2 separate regions of the Gossypium hirsutum genome follow, and region 2 is linked to region 1. The links are chromatin contacts, called in public Hi-C maps. All regions are on one chromosome and are shown on one strand. Each heading gives the region's core, a stretch centred on a gene start, on an enhancer-like site or on the middle of the called end of the contact. The rest is flanking DNA. Distances are from core to core; before and after follow the strand shown.

Region 1 (4,995 bases), core at 965-3,464:
TTTATACAATTTATAAAAATTAATATTATAAACATGAACATATGAGTGTTTGAGATAATTATAACAAAAAAATATTATATTATAAATTTTAAAAAAATATATTATAAATATAATTTGTGTGATTTATAAAATTATAACAAAATTTATATTATTTAAACCCTAAAACTTTTAAAGTTTACTATAAAAAATAATTACGTGTTATAAAAGTGTTATAATATGTTTATTTATAAAAAAAATTAAGACCAAGAAGTCAGGGGTGAAGCCAGCAAACCTTTTAGGGGGCCAAAATTAAATTGTAATTTTTTATGATAAAAAATGTAATTTTTAAATGATTAAATCAAAAATTTAGCATTTTAAGGGGTAAAGTGCAATTTTACTTTTATTAATTAAAAATTTTAAATGGGCTAAATGAGAATTTTTTCGTTTTAAGAGGACTGGGCCTCTGCCCGCTCCCTAAATTTGCCCCTGCAAGAAGTATGAACATAACTTATTTATGTATCTATGCCATATATTATAAAAATAGTATACTTGTTTATAAAATGTTATATATATATTTTTTAATCATAACTTGTTTATAATTTTTTTTATAAAGTTATGGAAACAACTATATTATCTATAAGAAGTGTTATGAAAGTTATTGGACAATTTATAATTTTTTATAAACCTTGTATATTATAAATTTTATATTATTTTTATGTAATTTACGTATTATAAAAATGATATAACCTAGCATAAGTTTTTATTCAAATTAAGTTTATATAAGTTTTTAGTTACGAACTATTTGAACTGTGAACCCAAATATTATCAGGTCAATGCTAATTATGTAAATATAAAATATTTTTTGCACCATATTATGGGGTATGATATAATTTAAGAAAATGGTGCCAAACACAAGCATCATAGACATCTTGCAAACTCTTTAATTTGTGCAACGCTTTGAAATGTTGTTGAGAAGATATTTGTTGTTTTAAAAAAATCCATATTAAGAATTTCACCTTAGTATAGCATAAAAAACAAAATTGGATCGCATTAACATGTTTCATATTTCACAACTTCATTCATAAGTGGAATTGAGATAATTCTTACTTCTAAGAGTACATGGAAGAATGAGATATAGATAATTTTAACGATGCAGATTCAAATTCAGACGAATTCGATCAAGAACCAGCAGATAATGATAATGGACATATGTTAAATATTAAAAAGGGAATAACTCAACAAGAACGCACTATAACAATCAAGTAGAGTTGCATATGATTTTTATTTTTCTTATTATTTTTATTAATAATCAAATAGTCAACTAATTTTTTAGACTAATATAATACATATAATGATTTGATTTTAATTTTTGTTACTTTTTTTAGAAATTATTTTTTAAAGTAATTAATATTTTAATATGAAATTACAATGTAATTATACTCTGTCAACAGAACATGTCTAGAGAATTACAATTATCTTGTAATTACCTGTTTTAATCAATTACTCAATGATATTCAAACAAATCCTTGAAATGTTAATGATTGGACTAAAATATAAATGACTTAATTTTTATTTTTTTAAATACATGGATTAAATGTTAAAATTTATAAAACTACAACCACTAAGGGCTAGTTTGAGTGTTTAGCATTACTGTCAAAAAAGTATTTTTGAGAAATAAAATGTCAATTTTGAACATGTTATTATCAAGTAACAAATATGCATTTAAATAATATTTAAATTAATTAATATTATTATATTTTAATAAAAATATAAAAGAAATTATTATAATTTGTTGTTAATATTTTAATATATGAAATATAAATTTCAAATATTTTAAGCAATAAATATTAATTATTTATAAAAATTAATTAGAATATATAAACTATATTTTAAATATTTAAATATAACCATTAAATATTTGTAATTAGTATTTTAAAAAATATTTTTTAATTTTTAATTAATAATTTTAATACATTTGTAATTAAGTACAAAAAAAAATATTATTTTATTAGAGGAGTGCTCTTAAAAAAACATTTTTAAAAAGCTTGAAATTTCATCTCTTATCCGTTTGTTTAGCATAATTTTTTTTCTAAAAATACTTTTGAAACAAAAAAGTATTTTTTTTTGTTAAGCATCGCAAAATAGGCCCTAAAAAAGAGAGTGTATATTTTAATCTAATAATATTTTAAAACTTTTAATTTAAATTCGAATTAAAAAGAACCAAATGAGCTATCCCATCTGGTGGACAGATGCACTATATATGTATGTATGTATGCATGTTAGTGTACATGCATCCATGATGATTTGAACCCTTCCCCTTCTTCTTGGCCATAACCATAGACATAAAACTAAAAGTAGTTTTCTGAGAATCGAAGTACTTCTTTTTTGTACTTTTTTTATTTTCTTTTCACTTGCAAAACGTTTTTTTAGCTTATTTTTCTCTTCCTTCCTTAGCTACCACTATAATATAACAGCAAAAAAAAATTGTTTTTTTTTTAAATTTTAATATTATTATTATTTTTCTCTTCTTTACTCTTGAATCTCCCCTTTTTTCCCTTATTTTTCGATATTTCCTAGATTCACTGGTAATTTTTAGGGTTTACTGATCTAATCTGATACTCTGCCTACTATTTTTCTGTTCTTAGCCATGTTTTGGAAGCTCCCATCTCTATCCGCCTCTTGTCCGGTGAGTAATTTTATTTTAATTAGTTAATTAATTAAGATCTTTTATTAGAGTAAGTTTTATTAGTTGTAATTAACTTGTTAACTTTTGGTTAGATTTTTTTTTCTTTGTAGGTTTGAATCAGTGCTTTTCTTTTAACTTAGTTATGTTGAAATTTACTTCTTTTTATACTTAATTTACTTTTGGATTCATTGATGCCGTAGCAGAGTAGCTTCACTGACTTAGATTTGTCCGCTTGTTTGGAAATTTTCATTGCTCGATTCGATGATTATCTTTTTTTTTGGTTTTTTAGAAATCTTTAAGCTAGTTTGTGTGGTAATGGCTGTAGTTCCTTTTATTTGAAGATGAAATATAACTGCTATTGAATCAAATTGGTGAAAATATATTAAGCTAATTATAGTTTGCTGGATTTGCTTTCTAATTGATGTTCATTCTCCATTTCCACTCGTTTTCTTATGAATATTGTTGAGTGACTCATTTTAATTTTTTGTTTACTATAATTATGATTAGTTTTGTTGACTGCGATTTTCTTTGATAGGTGGAGTCGATATTAGACAAGGAGAACTTTACTTTGGAAGAGCTTCTGGACGAGGAAGAAATAATCCAAGAGTGTAAAGCTTTAAATAGTCGACTCATCAATTTGTAAATTTTTCCACTATCACATTGCGCTTTTCCAGTTTTTTGCTATTATTAATATTTTTCTTTCTAATTAGTTTTTTTAGTATATTGCAATTGGTTGGATGCTATGACTTAAATTTTCAAGTGTTTGTATAATCTAGTAGAGAGCTAGTTCTTCATGTACTCGACTTTTTATGTGCAGTCTACGAGATAGAGCCCAGGTTGAGCAGTTACTACGATATGTTGTTGAAGAGCCTCCAGAGGATGCTGATAGCAAACGGGCGTTCAAGTATGTAATTTTCATTAAACCAGGAATAAGGAACTAGACTACTTTGTGTTTCCTTGTATTGTAAATTTTCTGATGCTATTTATTCTTTTTTGTGTAGGTTCCCGTTCATTGCCTGTGAGGTATTTACATGTGAGATTGACGTTATTCTGAAGACTTTAGCCGAGGATGAAGAGGTATGGCCTTCATTTGCATTATTGGATATGCATCTTTAGCTATGGACATTGCTATGGTTTTGTTTCATATGATTTTCTCTTTTTGGCAGTTGATGAACTTACTTTTCTCTTTCTTGCAACCAAACCGTCCTCATAGTGCCTTGCTAGCTGGTTATTTCAGTAAGGTGTGTTTGTTCATGTTCAGTTTAATTTCTGTGGCTTTTCATGCCATGCTTTCTTCAACTACTCCTGTGGTTTTTATTACCATTTGATGAGTTTCATTTGCTTTGTATTTTAGGTTTTTATATGCCTTATGCTACGGAAGTCTGTTCAACTTATGAATTACATTCAAGTAAGTAAGGTTTTTGTGTTTCTTTTCACATTCTTAGCCCTCTTGCAATTGTTGATACTTTTATTCTATGTTATTTGAATATGGATAGTACATTCAATAACCTACAAATCTTGATAACTAATGAATTGAAACTCAGTACAGAATGTGCACTGACAATTTGAACTTTACCTTGTTCCCCTGTTGAAATTTAAACTAATTTTATATGGACATGCATGATCCACCTATGAGATTGGTTACCTATAAGCTTAGTTAAACATACTGAATTACTGGTGTAAACAATCATGTTAGCTATTAATCCTTTCCTTCTGGCAAGTTTGTTCTCTGGGTTTAGCTTATAAGGATGATTTAGGCCCAGTGACTTGCCTGAAAAAATGGGCTTGTTTGTGGTTTATGATCTTGAACTACAAAAGATAGCATGGTTTTATTTGTTTATGTGAATTTACTGAGACAGATTACTAACAGGTACATCAAGATGTATTTCACCAACTGGTTGATTTAATAGGAATCACATCCATCATGGAGGTACCCACCATTTCTTTGTTGGTTTATTATAATATTGGGTTTTATATGGCTTGGCATTTATATGTTTTGGTTGAATATTGAAATGAGGCACACCTTTTCACAGGTATTGGTTCGGTTAGTAGGTGCTGATGATCATGTATATCCGAATTGTTTGGATGTAATGCAATGGTTAGCTAATAGCAATTTGTTGGAAATGATTGTGGATAAATTGAGTTCATCGGTAAGTGAGAATTTTCTATTCTATCATTTTCATGGCATACTATACTTTGTAATGAATCTCACAACCTGTTTTTGCAATTACCAGTGTCCTCCTGAGGTTCACGCTAATGCAGCAGAAACATTATGTGCAATAACACGGAATGTCCCATCTGCTTTAGCTACTAAACTCTCTAGTCCAAGG
Region 2 (4,995 bases), core at 1,177-3,676, 230 kb before region 1:
ATTATAAGTTAATCATTAAAACTTGGAAGCATTAACTTGAATATATATATAAAAAGCCCACAAATGATTTGTATATAACGAGACTCAAACCTAAACCTCAACATTTGGTGTGCATCAAAATTGTTGAATTTGTTAATTTTTAGTCAATGATTTAATATAAAAAAGATTAACAATAGTACTCAATTGAACTAATTTTTTATTCTCAGAAAGTCAAAAAAAAAATCAAAATTTAAAATAAAAAGACAATTTTAAATTATCATAAAAGAAAGAATGAAATTAAAACTAAACATTGAGCTAGTAGCAAAAATCAATATATGAAGTAATGCATGCAAAGTGGAACTAGAACTGGTTTGCAAGGCATTGAATCAGGATAACTTATGCCATTGCCTGACTGCTTATACGGTGAGCAGCTTTGGAATAAGGTTGAGGTCCCTTCTAATGTCAGCCAAGGTTTACTATTAACGCTGAAGCGTATGGTTTGAAATGGTTAAACAAGTTGTTCCAGGCCTACATGACGATTGATCATGAGTATTCTTCATTCCTAACCCCTAAACCCATAACCTTACTAACATGCCTCACAACACAATTATACTCAATTAAGAATTTTGGTCCCTCCATCCATAGGTTTAATTATGATTTTGGTCCCTCAATTATACTCATTTGAGTTTTAATGTACTTTGACATAATTTATTTTTTTCCTACCTTTATACTGTCATTAATTAATCCAAATAGGTAATATAGCTAAAAACACCCTTTCCAACAACAACAAAAAAATCCATATCAGCATAAAGTGTTAGCTATTTGGTATAACTAATACCATAATCAAACTAGAGAGACCAAATTTAAGTACCAAGGACAAAATTGAGAATTTGAGAATACTAGAGGGAAGACCGAAATTTACACAGATGCTAAGCTTTCTGATAGCCCACAACACAATAATACATTTATTCAGGATGCAATAATGAATCAAATAAATCACTGATAAGTCAAACATTTAGCAATGAAGCTAAACCAGCTAAACAGACAAATGATGTTAAGCATGTAAAAATGGTTAGACCAATAAACCTGTAAATTGAATGGATCGGTTTTAAAATTTTCGGATTATTTCTGCTCCAGGTCTTCATTTAAGGTTTGGGAGGCTGAGGTTTTTTTAGACCGGGTCAATACAAGTTCAATCATTTTGGGTTCAAGCCGGTTTAGGGTTTCGGAGCAAAATTCACAGGTCTAGCTGACAACTGCAAGAATAGGACTCTCAAACTTTTGAAAATAATCTAAGCCTGAACAGCTACAACTAACAATGCACATAATCCTGTTGTGATAACAAAGTATTCTAATAGTATGTGCATTCAGATTCTTTAGCAACAACATTCAAAGATATATCAATCTTAAAAATACAATCTCAATAACATTACTCATAGAGAACCAGTAGATCAATGCAATCAAGTTCCTAAATCACATTGAATAACTTAAAAACTATACTAAAATGCAACATTTTCCATTAATTTCTCACTTACTAAGCTGAAGCATGGTCAAAAGACTCACATTTTCAATTCATTTCCAAATTACCAAGCTTAAGCAAAACACCAAGACTTGCATTACGAAAAAAAATACAATATAAAGGACAAACAGAGGATATAACTAAACATCACATATATAGCCATAAAGATGACCCACAAATGTTAACATCATCTAAAATTAACCTCAAAAACAATCTCTGATAGAAAATATCCGTAAATTCTCCAAAACCATACAGATAAACAAAATTAAACAAGATATGATCTTAAAAGTAATAAAGGAAGTTTACTCACTCGAGAGGAACATCAACATCACCATCATCAATCTCCTGCTGCAAATCTTTAGGGTCTTTACCATCGACGGTACACCCAACGGAAACACAGGTGCCCAGAATCTCCTTCACCGTCCCTCTCAAATCCTTAGCCATGGACCTCGGCCTCATTACTTTAGCGATCTCTATGACGTCATCGAGTCCGATGTTCCCGTTATGCTTGATGTTCTTGGTCTTCTTCCTATCCCTCTCCGGTTCCTTCAATGCCTTGATTACCAGCGCTGCCGCCGACGGTACCACCATGACCTTCGCCTGGCGGTTCTGGACAGTGAGCTTGACGGTTACGCGGAGACCCTTCCATTCCTTGGCGGTCTCTTTAGCGATATCTTCTCCGATCTTCTTGGGAGAGAGACCGAGAGGACCGATCTTCGGAGCGAGTGAACTAGCTGCTCCGACTTCACCGCCGGTGACGCGGACGAAGACGTCGACGACTTGGCTTGGATCAAATTTTGGCGGCATTTTGGCGTAGGAAAGAAGGTGGCTAGGGTTTTCGTAAAACTGAAAGAGTGTAAAGAGATGATATAATATAGCTAGGGTTTTTCTTGTTTAATACCCGATCTAACCTTTTACGAGGTGGGGAACAATAGGCGCGTACGAGGGATGTTTCCGTCATTTACTATTTTCAGAGACTGCATTGGGCTGAGCAAGTTTTGATATTTGGGCTTGTTTTGAAAAATTAAAATTGGTAGATTTTTGGGCTTCTATAAACTACAATTCATATATCCTTATTTTTTTCATATTTTTCTTATACATATTCTCTAGTGCTTCGTCAAAAAATATTTTGTATAAGTTTTATCACTAAGCTTACGTTTTGTAAACACCCACGTTAACGAGGTTTCTTTGATTACACTACTCTACCAATTTATGTTAGGAAAGTTTTATTTATTGAATTGTTAGACCAACATATTCCTTTTTAATCAACTAACTCGATTGATCTGGTTTAATCTAGATTTATATTATTATGATAAAGAAAAATCACTCTACTTAAGAACAAACCACAAATATATTATTGGTAAAAATGCAGAGTCAGTCCTCGTTATAACTGTCATGCTCATTTAATTATAACAATCAATTTTTTTATAAAATACTTTTTTTTATTTTTATGTTTTATGCTTGCCCTTTATAACAAATTTTCACACATAATAACAACCATAAAAATACGAAGTGCACTATTTACTAAATTTGTTCTTTATAACACCCCCTTATCTAAAATTTAATGATGCGTTTAGAAAGTCATTTAGTAGTTTAAATAATCATTGTAATTGAGTGCAATTGAAACACCCCAAATTCTTTATAATTACAATAGGGTGTATTTATTACCTAAATAATTACACATTCATCTAATTACTCTGTGGTGTCCAAGCACATCATGTGTAAAATTAGTTCTATTCCTAAGTGAAATAAATAATAATAGTAATTTTTAATTAATATACTTTTCATTAAAATGTTTAAAATTTATATAAAAATATATTAATAATATATTATTAAATGAAAACAATTTTTAGTAAATGAAATTTCATTTGTAAATTTTATTAAAAATACCATCTAAATCTCAACAATAAATATTTTTTAACATAATTACAGTTTTTTAATTTGAAAATTTATAAAAAGAAAAAAAAACCTCTATTATGATCTGAATCTTAAATATCGTTGTAAGTGTCTTAGAGATTTGTTTCTTACTAGCTTCTAATGTAATAGCTCGATTTTAGGCTTAGTCGGAACAGTGGTTTCGGGACCACAAATCCGACGAAAAAAAAATGTAATGGCTTGAATTTTCAGAGGTGTCGGAACGGTGATTCGAGATCACTAAATTCGACAAATGGGTAGAAAATATTATTAATTTAGTAAGTATAAGTTAAATATGAAGTTAGGAAAATTTTTGAAATAGTGAATAGTGCACTAGAAATAAATATTAAAATAATTAGAATCGAAATGAGGTATCAAGACCTCGGGGATTTTAAACTGAGCCATAAATATTTTTATAAATATTCATGGAGTGTTAAAAAGTTAGTATTAAAGTTTCGTTAAGAAATTTTAAAGTTCCGATAATTAATTGAACAAAAAGGACTAAATTGTAACAAATGCAAAATTTTGGGAAATGATTAAATAGCTTAAATGATAAAAGGAAGAGGGCTTTAAAGGCGAATAGACCCAAGGTCTATTTGGGCTGGACGGCAGAGGCATGAAATCAGCAAGAAAGTAAGGAGAATTAAGGGCAAAATTGGAAAATTGTAAAATTTGCTTAATAAAGTTAGGACCCAAGTGGAATTATCTAGATTTCTCTTCATTTTTCTGAATTCTCATCAGCTAAAACACCATGGAAGGGCTTCTTCAAGCTGGTTCTTCATATTTTTATTACAAGTAAGTTCAATTCTTGACTATTTCTTGAAATTTTTGTATTTTTATGACTTTTACAACTAGGCCCACTTGTTAAATCCATTAGTTTTTGATTTTATGAAAGAAGTTGAAAGTTGATATGAATATGTGCTGGAAGTATATGATGATTTAGCATGAAATTAGAGCTTTAAATTGTTCATATGCTGATTTTATTGAAAGAATTGAATAGAAAGTGAATGTTTGGGACCTAATAGTAAAAGAGTTTGAAGATAGAGTTATATGTGGAAATTCTGAATTTCAATAGTTGTGTAACAACTTATAATGTCTAGTAAAGTACTAATTGAGAAAATTAGATTAATTGAGGGGTTAATTGAGAAAGGACCGAATTGTATAAACTGTGAAATTTGGGGCAAAATGGAAATCAACATTTTGCACTAAAGCAGTTTTGGACAGCAGCAGTAGTGTAACTTTGAAAAATCACCAAAAATTGTAGAGATTGAATTAGAGGATGAATAAAATATGAAACTAAAGCTGATTGAGTCTAGTTTCTTATAAAAGAAATGATGTGAGCAATGGAATTGTAAATCATGAGATATAATAGATTTTGTGAGACAAGGTCAGAATGAATTCGGGTTCCCCTGTTCTGACTTTGGAAAATCATTAAGAATTGTACAAAAATGATTATGAGTTATAGTTTATATGGTTAGAATCCTTAATGAGTCTATTTTTAGAAGAAACAAGCTAAAACATCATCCGAATTCTGTACAATGAGATAATTAATTTTTAGTGAAGAGTGGTCGGAACTGTCAGAC

The links. Hi-C and Micro-C count contacts between places; a contact is called where the count stands out from the background.
Region 2: a contact with region 1 is called in a Hi-C map of leaf, with 1.9 times the contacts expected there. The contact joins the promoter of LOC107963874 here to the promoter of LOC107963882 in region 1. A contact is called at or near these places in 4 of 34 Hi-C or Micro-C datasets (hypocotyl and leaf).

What each region holds. Positions count from the first base shown.
Region 1 is chrA03:6,308,269-6,313,263 of Gossypium_hirsutum_v2.1, reverse strand. It overlaps LOC107963882 (serine/threonine-protein phosphatase 6 regulatory subunit 3), which reads left to right and starts at 2,214. Exons shown (of 21, transcript XR_005921752.1): 1 at 2,214-2,241; 2 at 2,625-2,665; 3 at 3,201-3,304; 4 at 3,483-3,569; 5 at 3,667-3,742; 6 at 3,832-3,906; 7 at 4,020-4,073; 8 at 4,536-4,595; 9 at 4,699-4,815; 10 at 4,900-4,994.
Region 2 is chrA03:6,539,777-6,544,771 of Gossypium_hirsutum_v2.1, reverse strand. It overlaps LOC107963874 (60S ribosomal protein L12-3), which reads right to left and starts at 2,426. Exons shown (of 1, transcript XM_016900382.2): 1 at 1,636-2,426. The coding sequence starts at 2,305. The coding sequence ends at 1,805. LOC107887978 (a long non-coding RNA gene) reads left to right here and starts at 4,121. Exons shown (of 2, transcript XR_001681227.2): 1 at 4,121-4,207.